2 separate regions of the Rattus norvegicus genome follow, and region 1 is linked to region 2. A link is a contact called in public Hi-C data. All regions are on one chromosome and are shown on one strand. The core of a region is the stretch at or near the end of the contact, and the rest is flanking DNA. Distances in the headings are between cores, read along the strand shown. Region 1 overlaps Tbl1xr1 (TBL1X/Y related 1). Region 2 has its middle 87 kb from the start of Tbl1xr1.

Region 1 (2,866 bases), core at 120-2,619, 140 kb after region 2:
GTCTACTCTTCCCTGCTTTCAGCCAGTGGTTCTCCACCCCTCTGGTCCCTTGGGAGAGGCTTTGACGTGATGTCCAGGTCTTACCCTAGATCAGTGGTTCTCAACCTTCTAAAGCTGTGGATCTTTGATACAGTTGTTCCTGTTGTGGTGACCCCCAGCCATGGAATTCTTTTGTTGTTACTTCTTAGCTGTAATTTTGCTACTCTTAGGAATTATAATGTAATATCTGATATGTGACCCACCATGGTGAGGAGCCAGAGTGATGTAGGTTTAAGTCTGTAGAGGCGTTTCCATAGCAGTTATCAGTCACACAGTATCCTTTTCACTGATGTTGTACTGCTCTGGTCTAATTAGCTGTTTACAGTCTTGATGCTAACTTTGACTCCTACTTGAGCTGTGCTTGGGAAGAATGTGGTCTAGTGGGGACAGTATCAGCCCCTCTGTTTCACTAACCCCTGCCCACTTTTAACTAAGATACTTCTGCAGTTCCTGTAACTTCCCTTTCCCTGGCCGTTTGTTTCATTCCCGTAAACTACCGTTTTGTTTTGTTTTTGAAGGCATAACACATAATATCTTTGTGCCACGAAAAATCTAGTATTTCTTAGGCATTGTGAACTGTACCACTAATTTGTAATTTAAGAGGAAAGGAGCAATTTGTTACACCTGGACAATAGTGATGTACTCACACATTTTAAAAAGTAATAGACTTTTTCTTACATGAATCTTGAAATTCTTTGTTATTGTTCTTGTTTTTTAATAACAGCAAACGTTTGTTGAACTTCTGTTACAGTGAACTGAAGCCTTTTCCTGTTTTTTTTGAGATATGGTCTGAATAGTTCTGTATTGCCTGTGACTTATGGGTGTGTGCCAGCATTCCTGGCTGAAACCTAAAACTTATACAACCTAAACTTTGACCTTGTTAATTTTGTTTGTTTTGACAGAGTCTCATGTGGTAGGGCCAGCCTTGAACTGCTGATCCTACCTCCCAAATGTTGAGAGAGGGAACTAATAACAAACTTGACTCACAGTTGACCACTCTTTAATTTAGAAACTTTGCTGTAGTTGAATTTGAGCAGGCAGCTTTTGAAGTCTTTGGTAACCTTTTGCTCTATTTGTACGCGGTGGTTTATTTTTATGTTCAATGGAAGGCACAGCTGCTTCATGCCCCACAGGATTGACTCAACTGAACCAGGTGCTTAGGTATCTCTGTATGGATTTTGGTCTTAAAAATTGTTCAGTTTTAGAAAATGTAAGGTTAAAGTATACAACTGTTTGGCTCTAATTTCCCCAAGTAACTTGAATAACAATGGAAGTGAAAGCAAGGACTGGTGCTTACTGAGGCTTCTGACTGCAGCTGAGCCCAGACTGCATCTCTAAAATCTTCCTGAAGGGGGAGCTACCCCCACCTCATCCTATGCTGGATGTCTGGTAAGCACTGTGTGTGTGTGTGTGCGTGTGTGTGTGTGTGTGTGTGTGTGTGTGTGTGTGTGTCTGTGACTGTGAGCTCAGTGTAGTGTACACTGTTACAAAGACTTTTTATTCCACCCTGGAGGATTGTCAGGCACGTGAGGAAAGTAACTGATAATTTTTTTAAAATCAGCAAATGAGAAAGGATCAGTTAGAGCTAATTTACATATATAGCTTCCTTAAAAATGGCACCATTTGGAATTGGTCCTTTTATCATCTTGGAAATCATGTAATAGTGGAATGCACTTGGAATTCTGTGACATTTCCCAGGAATTCATTTAATACAATCTTCTTCACCTTCTTATTTATGGAGTTGGGGTGAACTTGCAGCTATGCATGCTGTGTCCATCTTAACACAATCAGCTCTGGTAAGATTTTAATTTTTCCTCAGGTCTAAATGTGACTTCCAGAATTTCCACACAGAATGGGAACTGCTGTCTGCTTTCTTTAAGTATACTTTGTGGCACAGGCTACTGGACTCAGGCCATGCTCCTCCCTGTGTTTGTACTTTTCGTCGGTCAGTAGCCATGTTTCAAATCAGTGAGCCAAATGAATTTATTGTTAGAAACCAGTCAAAATAATTTTGTTATTTTGAAGATTTTTTTTCATAAATAAAAAGCCTAATTTTTATGTTAAAACCTGGTTATGTGTTAGTGGCATTACTGGGAAGACGCTTAGCTGCAATGTCTGTGCTAAAGGCCTTTTCTGAGATTATTGCATTACTTACTTTAGGTAAATGCTGATAATCGATTTAAAAAAACAACTATTTTGTTTGGAGACTGAATGAAGTTTAACAGTCTATAAAGTTAGCTTTGTAATTCATGAGGTGTACTTTAGTTTTCTGTTAGTGGAATGTCAGTCTGTCCCTGCCACCTTCTGGAAGTGGTGTGAAAAGTCATGAGAATAGCAGCCAGCCACTGCCTCTTCAGTTGGTGTGTTTGGTCTGTGCCTAGACCCTCACCTGTCCTGTTAGAACAGTGAATCCAAAGAGCTCCACATCTTCCAGTTGCCATTCTTAGTTAATAGAGGAATAGCAAGGTTAACAAATGGGCCCTGATGTATAGAAAAGGCTGGGCAGTCATGCTAGACGGCTATGGGAAGAGAGGTATGCTGAGGGAGCGCCCTCCCTTTGGATGGTCCTGACCAGGCTGCTGTGGGTTGAACTCTGCAGGAATGGGGCTAGGTTTGAGAGAAGAACCTTTTTGCACAGTGCATTTCTAGTATTAGAATGTCAGTGGCACGTGGAGGCGGCGACAGAGGAGTGAAGGCCAAGGTAGAGGAGAAGCTGACAGAGACCCAGTCATAAATGGGTCATAGTGCATTACACATTATAAGCTACCTGGGCTGCAGAGCAGACTGAGACTGTGTCTCCAGAAAACAAATGAAAGCTAAAAGGCAG
Region 2 (2,933 bases), core at 47-2,546:
TGGATCCTGAGATTGTGCCCTTAGAGTTTTCAGCTACACCTTTTGTCCTCTGGATACCTTGACTCGCCACTACCTGTGACATGACAGGAGTATGAAAGAACAAATGGCTCATTGATATGATAACATTTTTTTCTGAATTATTTTTTTGAGACAGGATCTCACATAGAATAGTCTGAACTAGAATTTGCTATATGGTTAAGAATAGCCTTGAACTTCCTATCTTTCCATCTCTAACTAGAAAAGTACATTTTAAACTTTGAGGCTTAATCAGTTACTGGTTACCACTGTTATGTTGGAGGCATTTTCAAGAGAACCTCAATCTTGAGATTATGACATTTAGTTAAAATTCTTTATTTATGGTAAGTGTTCTTTTATGAGAAATGCATGTTCTAAAAGGCTCAAAAGTTTCCCTAAATTTTTTAAGCAACTGTATCTATGTGACACTACTTATCTTTTAAAAATACAATTTTTCGTTGGTTTACGTTTTTTTTTTCCCCCCTCCAAGACAGGGTTTCACTGTGTTGTGCTGGATGTCTTGGAACTCTCTTTGCAGACCAGGCTGGCCTCAAACGCATAGAGATCTGCCTGCATCTGCCTCCTGAGTTGTGGAATTAAAGGCGTGTGCCAGTATGCCCAGCAAAAAGACATACAGCATTTTGTAAAAAGCAGTTTGTAGCTCAGCTGCTATAGTGCTTACGTAGCATGTACGAAGCCTGGGCTGGACACCCAGCCCTGACAGTGGTGATGCACACTTACAACTCCAACATCCTGGGAGGTGGAGGCAAAAGAATCAGAGGTTCAAAGGCATTCTCCATTAAATAACAATTATAGGTCAACCTATGCTACCTGAAACCCATCTCAAAAAAAGAACAAATAAGGTAAAGGAAATATCCATGAGAAAAAGTTATCAATTATGTAAAAAACGAGTAGTTTGTAAAGCAATCTTTGTAACTAAATGTGAGACAAGGGCCAAATCTCATTTACAGGGTAGTAGGTTTGTCTCCTGCAAAACAATGGAGAAAGACAGACCTGTCCCCTGAGAAGTCTATCTGTACCAGACTACTGTGAGGTACACTTGAATGCCACGTAAGTCTGAAAGTTGTTCTGACATAAAGAGGAAAAACACACACCAGGTAGCTTGTCCTGAAAGAGTTCTTGAAACAAATCAATGTCAAAGCCACAGAGCGAAGCAGAGCAGGCCAAGGGTGACTTACTAAGGCTTAGAAGGAAGGGTTTTGGCACAATCTCCTTCTCTGAGCAGGAACCCTGACCTTTATTCTTGCTCGATCTCTCTGGATTGCAAAATCCATGCAACCTTTTCTCTTCTGACCTAAGAGCTTCCCAGAAGAGAATACGGTTGGGGTAGGGACACTGAACAGGAGAGGAAATATGTGTTCTGTTGTCACTGTTTTCTGAGACAATCGAGAGAGATCAAAGGATAAGACATGATTTACAATGGAAAATTCTAGTTTCTACCTAGTCATTGAGTGTATGAGGAAGCTTACACTAGATTTTACTTAAGCACATTAAAAGCCAAGTTTGGAATGAGTTGTGAACACTTATCTAATAGGAGGCCACTTATCTAAATGGGTGACCCAAAAGGAGTGTTGGCCCAGATAAGACTGCCACAGGCAAACAGCCCTATGCCCTTGGCTACCTAAGAAAGCAGTTCATATATCATTGCACACACACAGCCATACTAAGTCATTTGTGGTTTCTACTATGATTTTAAAAGAAAATGTTCAAGGGTGACATAACAGTTTTGCTTTATTTTTTATTGTCATCTGGGAAGTAACTTAGTTAGTAGAATGCCTGCCTAGCTTACACAAAGCTTTGGGTTCAACCCCCAGGAGTGCATACACTGGACACAGTAGCACATGACTGCAATCTTAACACAGGAAGATGGAAGCCAGATGATCAGAAGTTGAAACTCAGCCTAGGTTACATATGAGACTCTGTCAAGAAAGGGGGAGAGAGGGGGGGGGAGGGGAGGGGAGAGAAGGGGAGAGGAGGGGAGGGGAGGGGAGAGGAGGGGAGAGAAGGAAAGGGAATGTCATCCTGGGTTAAATGAGAGACTCTGTCAAGAAGAAAGAAAGAAAGAAGGAAAGAAGGAAAGAAGGAAAGAAGGAAAGAAAGAAAGAAAGAAAGAAAGAAAGAAAGAAAGAAAGAAAGAAAGAAAGGAAGGAAGGAAGGAAGGAAGGAAGGAAGGAAGGGGGGAGGGGAGAGAAGGTTAGGTTGGTCATTTTTGCTTTAGTGCTGTTATGAGGCTGTCAGGACCAAAATTGTACCAGCCTGTGTGTCTATAATCTCTAAGTCTACTCATCCAATTTTGAATGACTAAATGAAATCAGTCCAAGCTGCTACAGAATTTATCCAGGGCATTTGGGAGAACTGGAGCCCTAAAAAAAGATGCTTTAGAACTGTTAAACAGGAAACAAACCAGTGAATATTCTAGAAGATGACCCTGAAAGAAGGCATCAGTCTCCGTTTCCCAAGTAGAAGCAGCTCCGGATGTCCTACCTCTGACTGCATCAGACTTAAGCCCCATCTTCCCCATGTGATTGTGAATCTCTCCACTGAAGAAAAGAGAGCCTTCCTATTCTGCATTTGCCCACAAAGAAACTGAGCTCTAGGAACAGTGTATTCACTCATCTCAAATTTGATCTGTATGCCTCTACTATATTTATTATTTTTGTTTATTTGTGTGTATGTCTGTATGCATGTATATGTGTATGTGTGTATACATGTATATGTCTGTATGTGTGTGTATATATATATGTTTGTATGTGTATGAATGTGTGTATGTATGTGTGTGTATGTGTATGTATGTATATGAATGAATACATGGGCCATGATATGTGTGTAGGTCAAAGGATTTGTGGGTATCTGTTCTCTCATTTTACCAGCAGAGTCCCTGGGATCAAACTCAGGTC

What was found. Hi-C and Micro-C count contacts between places; a contact is called where the count stands out from the background.
Region 1: a contact with region 2 is called in a Hi-C map of liver, with 2.5 times the contacts expected there. The contact joins two enhancer-like sites. A contact is called at or near these places in 3 of 12 Hi-C or Micro-C datasets (kidney and liver).

Annotation. Positions count from the first base shown.
Region 1 is chr2:106,783,387-106,786,252 of GRCr8, forward strand. The region is part of intron 1 of Tbl1xr1 (TBL1X/Y related 1); the gene reads left to right. Among named protein-coding and RNA genes, the nearest start is that of Tbl1xr1, 54 kb to the left of the region's middle. Within about 2 kb of position 1,370, at least 3 of the 93 cell types and tissues checked have an H3K27ac peak or open chromatin away from gene starts, as enhancers often do. A contact at or near this core is called in liver, where this site is marked.
Region 2 is chr2:106,641,740-106,644,672 of GRCr8, forward strand. No RefSeq gene overlaps it. Among named protein-coding and RNA genes, the nearest start is that of Tbl1xr1, 87 kb to the right of the region's middle. Within about 2 kb of position 1,297, at least 7 of the 93 cell types and tissues checked have an H3K27ac peak or open chromatin away from gene starts, as enhancers often do. A contact at or near this core is called in liver, where this site is marked.